Regions from separate parts of the Mus musculus genome. Here region 2 is linked to region 1. The links are chromatin contacts, called in public HiChIP or PLAC-seq maps. All regions are on one chromosome and are shown on one strand. The core of a region is the stretch at or near the end of the contact, and the rest is flanking DNA. Distances in the headings are between cores, read along the strand shown.

Region 1 (5,680 bases), core at 19-2,518:
CGTTTTACTTCCAGATCTCTTGAAGCAACTTCTATTAATAAGAAAACACTTTCTTCAGCGCCCAGGAATGACAGACTCAAAGTGGTGGCTAGCCTCACAGAGCTAGGCCACTCGAGCAGCAGCGAACTGAACTGGAGACTTGGTTGTTCCCACCCAGCAAACTCTACCCTAAAGATGGGGTGCTTAAAAAAGTGTATTTCTGGGGGGTCCTGGGGATGATGCTGTGATAGGAGACAGCTTCAGAAGGGACATGGCTCCAGGCAGTAGTGGGGATTGGCATAGGCGTGCCTGAGCAGAACTTTTTGGTAAATAGGAGGACTGATTTCTGCAGTGACACGAGCGATCTAAGTACCCGCCCCCTGCCGGGGATGACCGGTCAACGGAAATCAGGGTCAGTGAGGTCCAGAGAAGGAATACCTGTTGCCTAACGTCTTTGTTCACTGACTATTTAGAAGCGTATAAAAAGCATAGTCTTTCTCCCAGGTTGTAGGTAGAAGAATGTCTGGAACCAAGCTACAATTCTTAATGCTAGACACTGTTTTTCAATTGGGAGCCATGCGGTACATTCCTTCTCTGTGGGTCGTTCTGCCAAGGGGGACTTCCTAAGCTCCTCCTGAGTTGCTCTCTCCGGGGAGACCCCGGTCTCCTACAATTCTGTCCCATATTCTTTTGGCGGACAACCCTCCTGGGGATCCTCTTCTAAGAACCACACGGTCTTGCCTTCTGGTCTGTCTGTCCCGCCTCGTCCCGGGCCTCCGTCAAGCTAAGGCACGACCGGAATGCGCGGGAGGACCCGGGGCGGAGTCGCCGGTAACCGATGGGACACGGGGCGGGTCAGCCCGAGTCCCGGCCCAGACCAGGCGAGTCAAGGGCGGCGCGGGGACCAGCACCAGTCCCTCTGCCCGGATTCCCGCTTGGTCTGAGCCCGCGTCCCCGCCCCATGCGGCGCCGCCCCGGGACTCTGGACTCCAGCGACGTGTCGATCCCACCCCCGTGTGGGCCTGGCAGAGTGCTCAACTCGGGGCTGGAGAATCCCGAGGATCCAGAGTGGGAACGAGGAGAAAGTCGCCTTGCGCGCGGGGAGAGCGCAGGACCAGCCTCGCCTAGCAGTTGGCAGACCAGGGAGGAGGCGATTTGCGTGCAGCTCTGGGCCGGGACCGCCCGCGGCGGGTCAGCGGGAGGCAGGAGGGAGGCGCCGCAGCCGGGACTCGACGTCGCCGCCCGCGATGGGAAGTGCCTTATAAAGCCGCAGCCCGTTCAGTCCCACAGACTCCTGGCGGCGCCGCCCTGAGCGCGCGGGCCACACGTAGCCGCCCCAGAGTGAGCGCAGAGCTGCGGCGTATTCGCGGGGCACCAACTTCTCCCCCACGGGGACTCTTAACCGCCGTTGCGGGAATCGAGCGCGTCCCACGGAGAACCCCTGATCGCCCCTGCCAGGACTCACTCTGCCCAGGCGGACCCCAGGCGGGGGCCGAGGGCGCCCCCGGCGGCAGGGGCATGCGCCGCCCGCGGCATGGCCTCGGCGGTGTTTGAGGGCACGTCGCTCGTGAACATGTTCGTGCGCGGTTGCTGGGTGAACGGGATCCGCAGGCTCATCGTCAGCAGGCGCGGCGATGAGGAGGAGTTCTTCGAAATCCGCACCGAGTGGTCGGACCGCAGCGTGCTCTACCTGCACCGCAGCTTCGCCGACCTGGGCCGCCTGTGCAAGCGCCTCCGCGATGCCTTCCCCGAGGACCGGTCTGAGCTGGCGCGCACGCCGCTGCGGCAAGGTGCGGGGCTGCGGGACTGGGGGCACCGGGGGATGCGGGGAGATGCGGTTTTCGGGAGGGGCTTTGTGGGGGAGGAACTTAGTGAGGAGCTCATCCAAGTGCGATGAAGTCCGCGGGAAGAGTTACTTAAAACTCTACTATTCGGCACCTGACGGAGGACATCCTAGACCCCGGCTTTCCTGAATGGTCGTTCAGAAAGGGCTGGGAACCGGCACGGAGTCTGGGGCGCACACTCTTGGAGGATAAATGAGATGGCTGGGGAAAGGGACAAGGTCAGCAGGACTCTCGCCTGACTGTCCCAAAGAACGAGCCTCTAGTGAAGAAGCGGAGGCGACATCCAGAGCTGACAGCTACTGGGTCCCAGCTGCTGTGGAGAACCAGTAGAGGCTGGAATGGGTTTGCTGGAAAGGGTAGAGACCGTTATAGAGTATCGAAACTGGGGTGATCGCAGCAGGTATGATCGCTGCTCAGGTCCTGCCCAGTAGAGGCCCCATCTGTATTCTGCCCCGGGGACAGCTGAGCCTGAAAGCGAGGTGCCACGCAGCAATCTTTTCCACCTCTCCTAGGAGGAGGCCGCCCCGCCTGGATCTGTCCGGCCAACCCAGGGTCCCCACCCCTGAGCCGGGTCCGCATTCGGATTTGATTAGCCATGGCCGCCTCCTCTCAGGCCGTGTGACGGTCCTGGTTGGCTGTGACTGTTGTTTTTCTCAAACAGCAGTGGCTTCCCCTTTGCTTCCTAAGGACAGCAAAAGGACTGGAAGAGTGGAGGAAACTGGAGAGAGACCTTGATAGAGACGGGGGAGGGGGGAAGAATAAAATGTGAGGCAAAGAGCCGGGTAAGCGGTAGGGCAGGAGGGATCAATATAGCTTCTGAGCAGACTTCCCCCCAGTACGTGGCCTCCCGGGGCTCTGAGACCCTTGGACCCAAGTCCTCAAAGCAGTCATCCTGTGACAGCTTGGGGCAAAGTTACTCAAGGTTAGCCAGTACGCATTTCCTTGGCCGCCTGTCTGGCTAAGGTCTTGAGATAACCTCCGTTTCCCTCTGGTGATAGGTTCCACCAATGTGTGGCTTATGTGGATAATTAGCTCCATTCTCATGACACATCCCCTGGCAGACACATCATTTGGACAGGTTCCCAAAAGCAAGTGAGTGTGGAGGCCCGGAGTGACAAGCCTGGTTTAGATCTCCATCCCAGCCGCTCCCAGTGGCTGAGCAACGTTGTCAAGATTAGGCCTGTTTTTATTGCTTTAAATTCGCTCTTTGTTGTAGTTTTAATTTAACAAATGAATGTCTGAGTCAGGAAAGCATCAGGAAGGGTCGCTGGTTTACTCAGTGGCTTCTTCTGGAATAAGGCTGTCCATAAACAAGTTGAACTTTCTGGCTCTCCCTCTGAGCAGTTCCCAGAGCTCTGCTGTGACCACAGACTAGAATCATCTATGAGAATACCTGTTGCCTGTGGGGTTTTGTGAGGGGTGAACCGCCAGGCTGTATCTGGTGACAATAAGCGTCTGTAAAGGACACTTGTTTACTACTGGTGCCTTCTGGCCAGGGGCGCTGGTTGCAGAGAGTGCGGGAAGGGATGTGACTTCAGGGTGGAGTCACAGGCGAAAAGGCCTTCCCTGAAGCAGAAGGGAGGAAACCATCTTACCCTTGTTCACCTGGCCTCGTTTGCATGTATGCAACCATCTGGAGTCACAGGCCCTGCAGTGTAGCTGCACATTCTCCAGAGTAAAGGAAGTATTTAGAAGTGATGAGAAGTGGGTGACTATCATGGAGGAAACCAAGGGCTATGAGAGCTGCCTTCAAGTATCTGAAGGGTAGGGAGAAGTGGGTTAGATGTACTGATGGAGCTGGCAGGGCGGCTGGGTTGAGATGCAGTGGCTGACAACCTACTAAGTGACCATTAGAACTGCCCATCACTGGTGCCCGGTCCTAGCTGATGCAAACCTCTTATGAGGGTCCACCTAGTACTCCCTAGATGAAATGAGGGTGGACTCTGGGCACAATAGAGAGGTGACCCTGAATCACGATCCATTCTGTTTCTCCTTTCTCTGCTTGATTCTTCCCTAGGGCCACCCTCAATTTCTTCCACAAAACCACGAAGGTCCTTTTACTTCCATTGATCCTTTCAAGTCTAGGGAAAGTCGTGTGCCAAGTAAAAATACCCCATAGTAACACAAAAGAAGATTCTACCTCTTGTCCATGCAAATTTGTTATTTGCTTTAAAAAATCGTATTTTCAAACTATCAACAGGGAAGCACTCCAGCTGTGTGGAGTGCTGGCAATTTAATTTCTGTCAGGCAGATTCCCACGTCTGTATTTATTGAAATCTCTGGGCCAAGCTTGATTTATGTTACCTGGTTTTCATTAGAAAAGCTTCCCCGGGAAGAGGCTGGTAGTAGTTCCTGATACCCAGACTAGTGGGGAGGCCACGACTCTACTTTGCATTTCTGAATCTTCACGAAGTTGAAGAGGTGCTGAGCCCTCCGTCTTGGCTCCTGCAGTACTGCCATGAGAGAATTAGGTTTTCTTTTCTTCTGTGGTGTTATGCTTGGTGGATGATCATTGCCTCTTTATGTGTCCTGGTGACACACAGGCAGGGACCCCTGTATGGGGTTTAGGCACGGTGCTGTTTGGATGAGATAAAGTAGTGCTGATTTCAGTCTTGCTTCTCTCCTGTAGTTTTTTTTTTTTTTTTTTTTTTCCCATGGAACTAGGTCTCTCCAGACACTTAACTAGCAGCAGGTTGGTAGCTTATGACCCAGGGCTGATAGAGCCGCTTCTTGCTGTCCTTCAGCCCTGGGATGGGAAGATGGCTGTTTCTTGTGGACATTGTGTTTGGGTTGCCAGGGTGTCCCCTCGCCCCCTCTTACTTTTCTGTTCTCTTTCACATGGGGTTGTGTCTTGTGTTTAAGTCCCCTGTGCTTTGTGATACCCACTGCTTCGGATTGTGAGCAAGACCTCTCGATTTGTTTACATCTCACACATAGGGGAAGGCCTGCGCTTAAAAGCAGAAACATGCAAATGTTTCCTGTTGACCATTTGAGACTCTTGGAGTATTTTGATCCTCTCTGTAGTAAGCACCCATGGCAGAGCTGTGACGTCTGAGCTGGCCTGGTTATCTCTGCTGCTACAGATTCTATTTCAAAGTGGCCAGGTGAGCTTAGACGCTTGGTGACTACATTTTGGGTTTGCATTCATTTATGTGATCCCATATCGGCTGCCAGGCACCGCGCAGGTGCCGGAGGCAAGGAAACAAGTAGCCAGCAACAGCTAAAACCTTGCACTATCCTTTTGATTGCTGCATTTTGGTACTCAGAAGAAACAGTGCTACATAAGCCACAAAAGAAGCAATAACTTTAGGGGGCAGGGAAGATGTTTTGTTTTTAGATAAGGGAGCCGAGGACGATCTTACTGAGTTAGAGATTTGGAGGAAAAAAACCAAAGCACTAGTCACCTGGGGCCTCCAGGTGGATAGAGAACACGTTGGGGTTGGGAGTTCGCAGTGGTGAGATCAGAATAGCTGCGGTGGAGAGTATAGGTTAGGGAGGTGGGAAGGCAAATGACATCAGTCATGATCTCCGTCCTCACTGAGGACTCTGAGCCAGGCAGTTGATTTGGTATGAGTTGAACTCCAGCTGATGTGCTGAGACAGACGGAACAGAACAAGGGAGAACATGGAGGAGGTATGGAGGGTTGCTGGGACCGGGCATAATGGAGCAGGCGTGAGAAGGGGCTGCACACTGGCCTGGGGGAAGGGGGGAATCCATGGAGGTGCTGAGAGACTAAAGGTTGGTGTGTGGGGCACAGGGCGCAAGCTGAGAGTTCTGGCTCACTGTGCTTCAGTGGAGTAGGAAGGGCTGGCTGCAGGGGTGGGGTGGAGGGTGGGGCAGCCTGGAACCTGGCATTT
Region 2 (5,304 bases), core at 1,453-3,952, 110 kb before region 1:
GGGGGGAGAGAGAGAGGGAGGGGAGGAGGGGATGGGAGGGGGAGAGGGAAAAGGAGAGGGAGAGGGGAGGGGAGGGGAGGGGAGAGGGAGAGAGAATGAATTTCAGTAATGTAGAAATGCCTGTATGAACGGTGAGAGCTTAAATTGCTGCAATCATTTGGAAGCCGTCTGAGCTTCAGTTGTCTCTCATTAAGTAACAAAAGCCCATCAGAGCGGGCATTTCAATTTTGCTTCCACTAGCTTCCAATTAGAAAGCATTCATCCATCCCCAAATAAGAAATTGATTAATGATCTATTATGGAGTGAAAGTCGTCCTACAGAAACCGCACTCGGGACGAAGCATGCAGCACTCATGTTTTAGAGAATGAATACTTCGGGGCTAGGTAGACTTTTGATTTTGGGAAGGGAGACTTGGGCCCGGGTTACTATACCCACTTTTCTCAGCAGGTGGATGTGGACATTTGCTGGGAAGCTGTAGGGAAAATTTGCCTGAGCAAAGGTTTCTTCTAACCTTTGATCTTTTGAAAATGCAATCAAGTATCCATCCAGCCCTTGGAACCGGCTGGGGCATGTGAAGTCCACTTGGTGCTGACTCCATCATGGAGGGAGGACAGTGACTCTGACTTGACATCCAGAAAGGTTTCTCCACTGAAACACCATCAGGCTGCTTCTGTTTGATTTTAGTAGTTTTTCTTTTAACTGTTTAAAAACAATCATGTTAATCCACAGTTTATCTTGAAGTTTCCCGTCTCCTTTATGGAAGTGAGGCTTTCAACACAGGACATTCCTCCGGTTTTTTGTTTTTGTTTTTTTTTTTTTTTTTAGATTCAGCTTAAATTCTTATTAATGTTTATATTTTAAGTGTTTTATATTTTAACAGATAGCACAGGTGTATGGCTCACAGTTCAAAGACCCAACCTGGTCTAATGTGGAAAGAGTCTTTCACACTCCTGTCTCCAAGCTGCACTCTTCTTCCCCTTAGAGCAAAACAACGGTTTCTAGAATCTTGTATGTTTTTTTCAGAGATATTTAAAGTGCCATATATATGAGAAAAATCCCTCTATCAGTTTGCCTCTGCCCTCTTTTAAATAAACAGTGTCATATAATGAGTTCTGAGAACACACACACACACACACACAAACACATACATATGACCTTTTTTTTCTATTTAAATAAAAGGGGGGGGTGGCTAGAAGCACAAGGCAGTGTGAAGAGTTTAGAAAAATCCTCCCCACAGAGAAACATCTATAAACTGATCAAAATTAGCAAAATCGAATCCGTAGAACTCTCTAAAGAGCCATCAAAGTGCTCGCAGCAGATGGAGAGCCACTTACTCAGCAGAAATAGAGGTGGCGGTGGTGGGAGGGAGGCCGCTGCACATAGCTCTGTGCCAGAGAGCTGATGGAGGGAGCCGAATGAGTGGGGACAGACCGATGGGTCCCACCTCCCCCGGCTCCCCGCTGTGCAAGCCTTACAGGATATAAGGAGTACACAACAGTGCCAGCCCATGAGTGTTGGTGATCGGTTCTCAGAGCTCATTTACTACCCCAACAGAGAAGGGACGTGACGAAGATGCTGCCACACACAGCCCCTCTTTCTCTCTTCGCAGTACTTTGTGGAAGGACTGCTTGGTTGTAGTCAGACACGCCCATCTCTAACATACCTGAAGTGGAAGCACTGTTCCAGATAGACTTGGCAGCCAGGCTGAGGTGCATACGCTTGGCCCGTAGGGAGTGGCACTGTTGGGAGGTGTGGTCTTGTTGGAGGTAGTGTGTCTGTGTAGGGGTGGGGTAGAAGGGTGGGCTTTGATACCCTCCTGCTAACTGCTTGCAAGAGTCTTCTCCTAGCATGGCCTTCAGATCAAGATGCGGAACTCACAGCCTCGGCTCCTTCTCCAGCACCATGTCTGCCTGTGTGTCACTGTGTTTCTTGCCTTGATGATGTTGGACTAAAGCTAAACCTCTGAAACTGTAAGCCAGATCCAATGAAATGTTTGCCTTTCTAAGGCGTTGCTCGGGTCATGGCGTCTCCTCACAGCAGTAAAATGTTATGGTCCTGTCCCCAGCTGTGAGAATCGAACCACACACATTAGTGATGGCACTAGTCCCTTCTGCCACACATACCTAGTTCCTGCTCAGTTTGGAGGATGCAGGTGGCAAAGCTGCAGAAGAGTCATCTCCATCCTTTTCCACATTGTAAACTGTTGAGGGACACCTTTGTGCTAGGCTCAACAGTGGCCATACACCACCCTGGGCCAGGCTCTGCTTTAATTGTATAAGAGTGTGGAGGAATTTATGACCCTGGGTCATGATGGAAAACAATAACTAACCAGTTGATATAATAAGAAATTAGGCCGGGTGTGGTGGTGCACGCCTTTAATCCCAGCACTCGGGAGGCAGAGGCAGGCGGATTTCTGAGATTGAGGCCAACCAGCCTGGTCTACAAAGTAAGTTCCAGGACAGCCAGGGCTATACAGAGAAACCCTGTCTCGAAAAACAACAAAACAAAACAAAACAAAACAAAACAAACAAACAAACAAACAAACAAAAAAGTAAAGAAAAGAAATTAGGCTTGAAAATAAAACCTAGGGGGTTGGGCAGAGGCTGAAGAACTTCAAAAATACAAGGACAATACTTGCCAATGAGCTAACAGCAGTCTCCAGGGCAGGAAGTCGGGATCCAGAGCTGATGCCTCCTGCAGACTGAAATGTGCAGCTTTCAACAGCAGCTATGAGTCATAGGGAGAAACGGAAAAGAGCAAGCCAGTGCAGGCCAGCACCGGCAGCAGAAAGGATCCATAAAGTACGCAGATGTTGGGTTTAACAGAAAATGATTTCAAAGTGACTACCACAACCATGTTCAAAGAACCACAGGAGACCACTTCTGAAGGACCAAGGGAAGGAGGGAGATAATATAAATAGTGACTGGAAAGGGGAGCCAAACAGAAGTATAAGATCCAAAGAAAAAAAAAACTCACTGGGTATAAAAAAAACAGGCAGAGGTGAAGATAGAATATGCAAAGAGGAAAAATAATCAACTGAGCATCATGGGATTATGAATAGTGTTAAATATGCCAATACACGCATACTGAGTATACCAGAAAAAGAAGAAAGAGTGAGGCAGAAAAAATAAAGTGTTTAGGGGTGGGTGAGATGGCTCAGAAGGTGAGGGCATAGGCTGCAAAACCTGACAACCTGAGTTTGATCCTATCCCGAAACCCCAGGAAAGAGAACTGATCCCCACAAGTTGTGTTCTGACCTCTACAGGCCCACTCAGTCATTTGTGAACCTGGTCCCCAAATAAATAAGTAAAAATTGTGTGTGTGTGAGAGAGTGAATGTGTTCAAAGAAGTAATGCCTGGTCAGCATGGTGGCATATACCTTTTGCCTCAATACAGACAGAGGCAGGTGGATCTTTGAATTTGAGGCTAGCCTAGTCAATATAGTGAGTTCTAGGTCAATTAATGTTACTTAGTGAGAGCTTGTCTAAAGAAGGCAGAATAAAGGGGAAAAAAGGAGAGAGAGAGAGAGAGAGAGAGAGAGAGAGAGAGAGAGAGAGAGAGAGAGAGAGAGAGAATTCACCAAATTTTAAAAAGGGGGTGAGGAGAAGGGGTGCACTTTGAATTGCTAATGGATCAGTGCTTAAGAGCACCAGCTGTTCTTCCACAGGACTGGGTTGAGCTCCAGGATCTACATGGTGGCTCAGAACTTGGTGTAACTTCAGTCCCAAGGATCTGATGTCCTCTTCTAGCTTCTAGAGGTGCTGGTGCTGCACACCGGATGCACAGACACATGTGCAGTAAAATTCCATACACACAAAATGGTAAAATAAAACAAACCGACCAAAGTGGTAGCCAAAGAAGGGGTTTCTGTCTGGAAGGTAGAAAGGGAGTCAAGAGGAGGTAATGGCGGGAGGGAAGAACAGTAGATACACAAGGATTGAGTAAGGTGATGTAGCTTAACCAAACTCATTACTTCATAAGCTAACTTCGAAAATGACTTAAAGGTCAATGAGGTGGCTCAGAGGTTTAATGGCCTGCTGCCAAGTCTGACAACCTGAGTTTGCTCTCCAGGACCAACGTGGAGGAAGGATAGGACCGACTCTCACAAGTTGTTCTCTGGCTCCCACTGTTTCCCATGGCACACATACACACATGCATGGCACACATGCACACATGCATGGCACACATGCACACATGCATATGTACACAAGATAAATAAAGTGTAATTTCTAAAACGGTCTTCTTAAAGCTTACTTACACTTTAAAAAAAAAAGTAATGGCTGAAATTTTCAAACTTTCTAAGAACTAATTTATATATCTGAGCAGCTCAATTAATTCTAAATAGAATTAAAATGGGGATACGAACAATACAGTGTAGTGAAATGGAAGCAGGCAATAAATGGAAAAAATGTGAAAGGTACAGAAGGAAACTGACTCATCAAACACAGTAGGGCGAATTGCCTCTGTCCCTGTGAGTTAACTTCACACCAAAACAATGGAAACCAAAGGCTATATTTAAAATTGTTTCTTATAAAACCTGTGGCTGGAGTCACTCCTTAAACAGAGGGTGAGAAGCTTCCAAGAGACTGTCCCAAGTCATCCTGAGGCAGGCCAGTCAGACTCCCACAAAAAGAAAGATTATAATCAGGCTGCTCATTCCAGCACATCTGTCAGGGGAAGGCCATCTCTGAGCACTGGGGAATATTTCTTAAATATTTAGATGTAGTTAGGGACTGTGCTGGTTTAGTAAAATGCTATTTGTAGGTTCATTTCTAAGATCCGTGACTTTACTAGTCCTGGGTAGTTGGCTAGGTTTCCACTACCCCTAGTTTTTCCAGTACCCAAGGCATGATTGTTGAGCATGTCTTAAGTCAATTAGAGAGCTGTTGGCTATCACAGAAGCATGCATACCACTGCTGAGCCCTTAGGGCTACTGTCTTGCTGATGGTTGTTGTGGTTCATAGGTGTCATCGTTGGGTAGGGCTGTTGATTACTTCCTTTGGAAGCTTGTGTGGTGCTTCAGAGAGGAGGTTTTCAGGTCAGTTCCAGCTCTGAGGACTTTGGTCCTGTATCTGAAGTGCACGATGTCTCCAGAAACAGGGACTTACCTTCTGCCTCTGTGGGGACCCAGGACAATGGCAAATGCATGAAATGTCTTAGGAGTCTCTTGGCCAACCATGAGCAACAACAACTCCAGAGGACTTTTCATGCCCGGAATTTGTTGTTGTTGTTATTACATGGTCTTTGGCTCTTGGAAAGAGTATTGTGAGTCCAGATGGGAAATTTTCATTTAAACTATATATG

The links. HiChIP or PLAC-seq counts read pairs in DNA pulled down with a chosen protein or histone mark.
Region 2: an H3K27ac HiChIP or PLAC-seq map of embryonic fibroblasts shows a contact between it and region 1, with 20 read pairs. The contact joins the enhancer-like site here to the promoter of Pxdc1 in region 1. A contact is called at or near these places in 12 of 39 promoter capture datasets (3T3-L1-derived adipocytes, the HPC-7 cell line, cranial neural crest and 9 more), 7 of 484 Hi-C or Micro-C datasets (the MNK3 cell line, bone marrow-derived macrophages, cardiomyocytes and 3 more), 16 of 115 datasets of contacts at active chromatin or transcription factors (SST interneurons, bone marrow-derived macrophages, embryonic fibroblasts and 12 more) and 3 of 9 other capture datasets (adipose tissue, liver and pancreatic islet).

Annotation. Positions count from the first base shown.
Region 1 is chr13:34,648,269-34,653,948 of GRCm38.p6, reverse strand. Pxdc1 (PX domain containing 1) reads left to right here and starts at 1,268. Exons shown (of 5, transcript NM_025831.3): 1 at 1,268-1,769. The coding sequence starts at 1,514. It overlaps Gm15908 (predicted gene 15908), which reads right to left and starts at 1,026. Exons shown (of 4, transcript NR_105041.1): 1 at 721-1,026.
Region 2 is chr13:34,764,184-34,769,487 of GRCm38.p6, reverse strand. No RefSeq gene overlaps it. Among named protein-coding and RNA genes, the nearest start is that of Fam50b, 32 kb to the right of the region's middle. Within about 2 kb of position 2,702, at least 41 of the 459 cell types and tissues checked have an H3K27ac peak or open chromatin away from gene starts, as enhancers often do. A contact at or near this core is called in SST interneurons, adipose tissue, bone marrow-derived macrophages and 4 more, where this site is marked.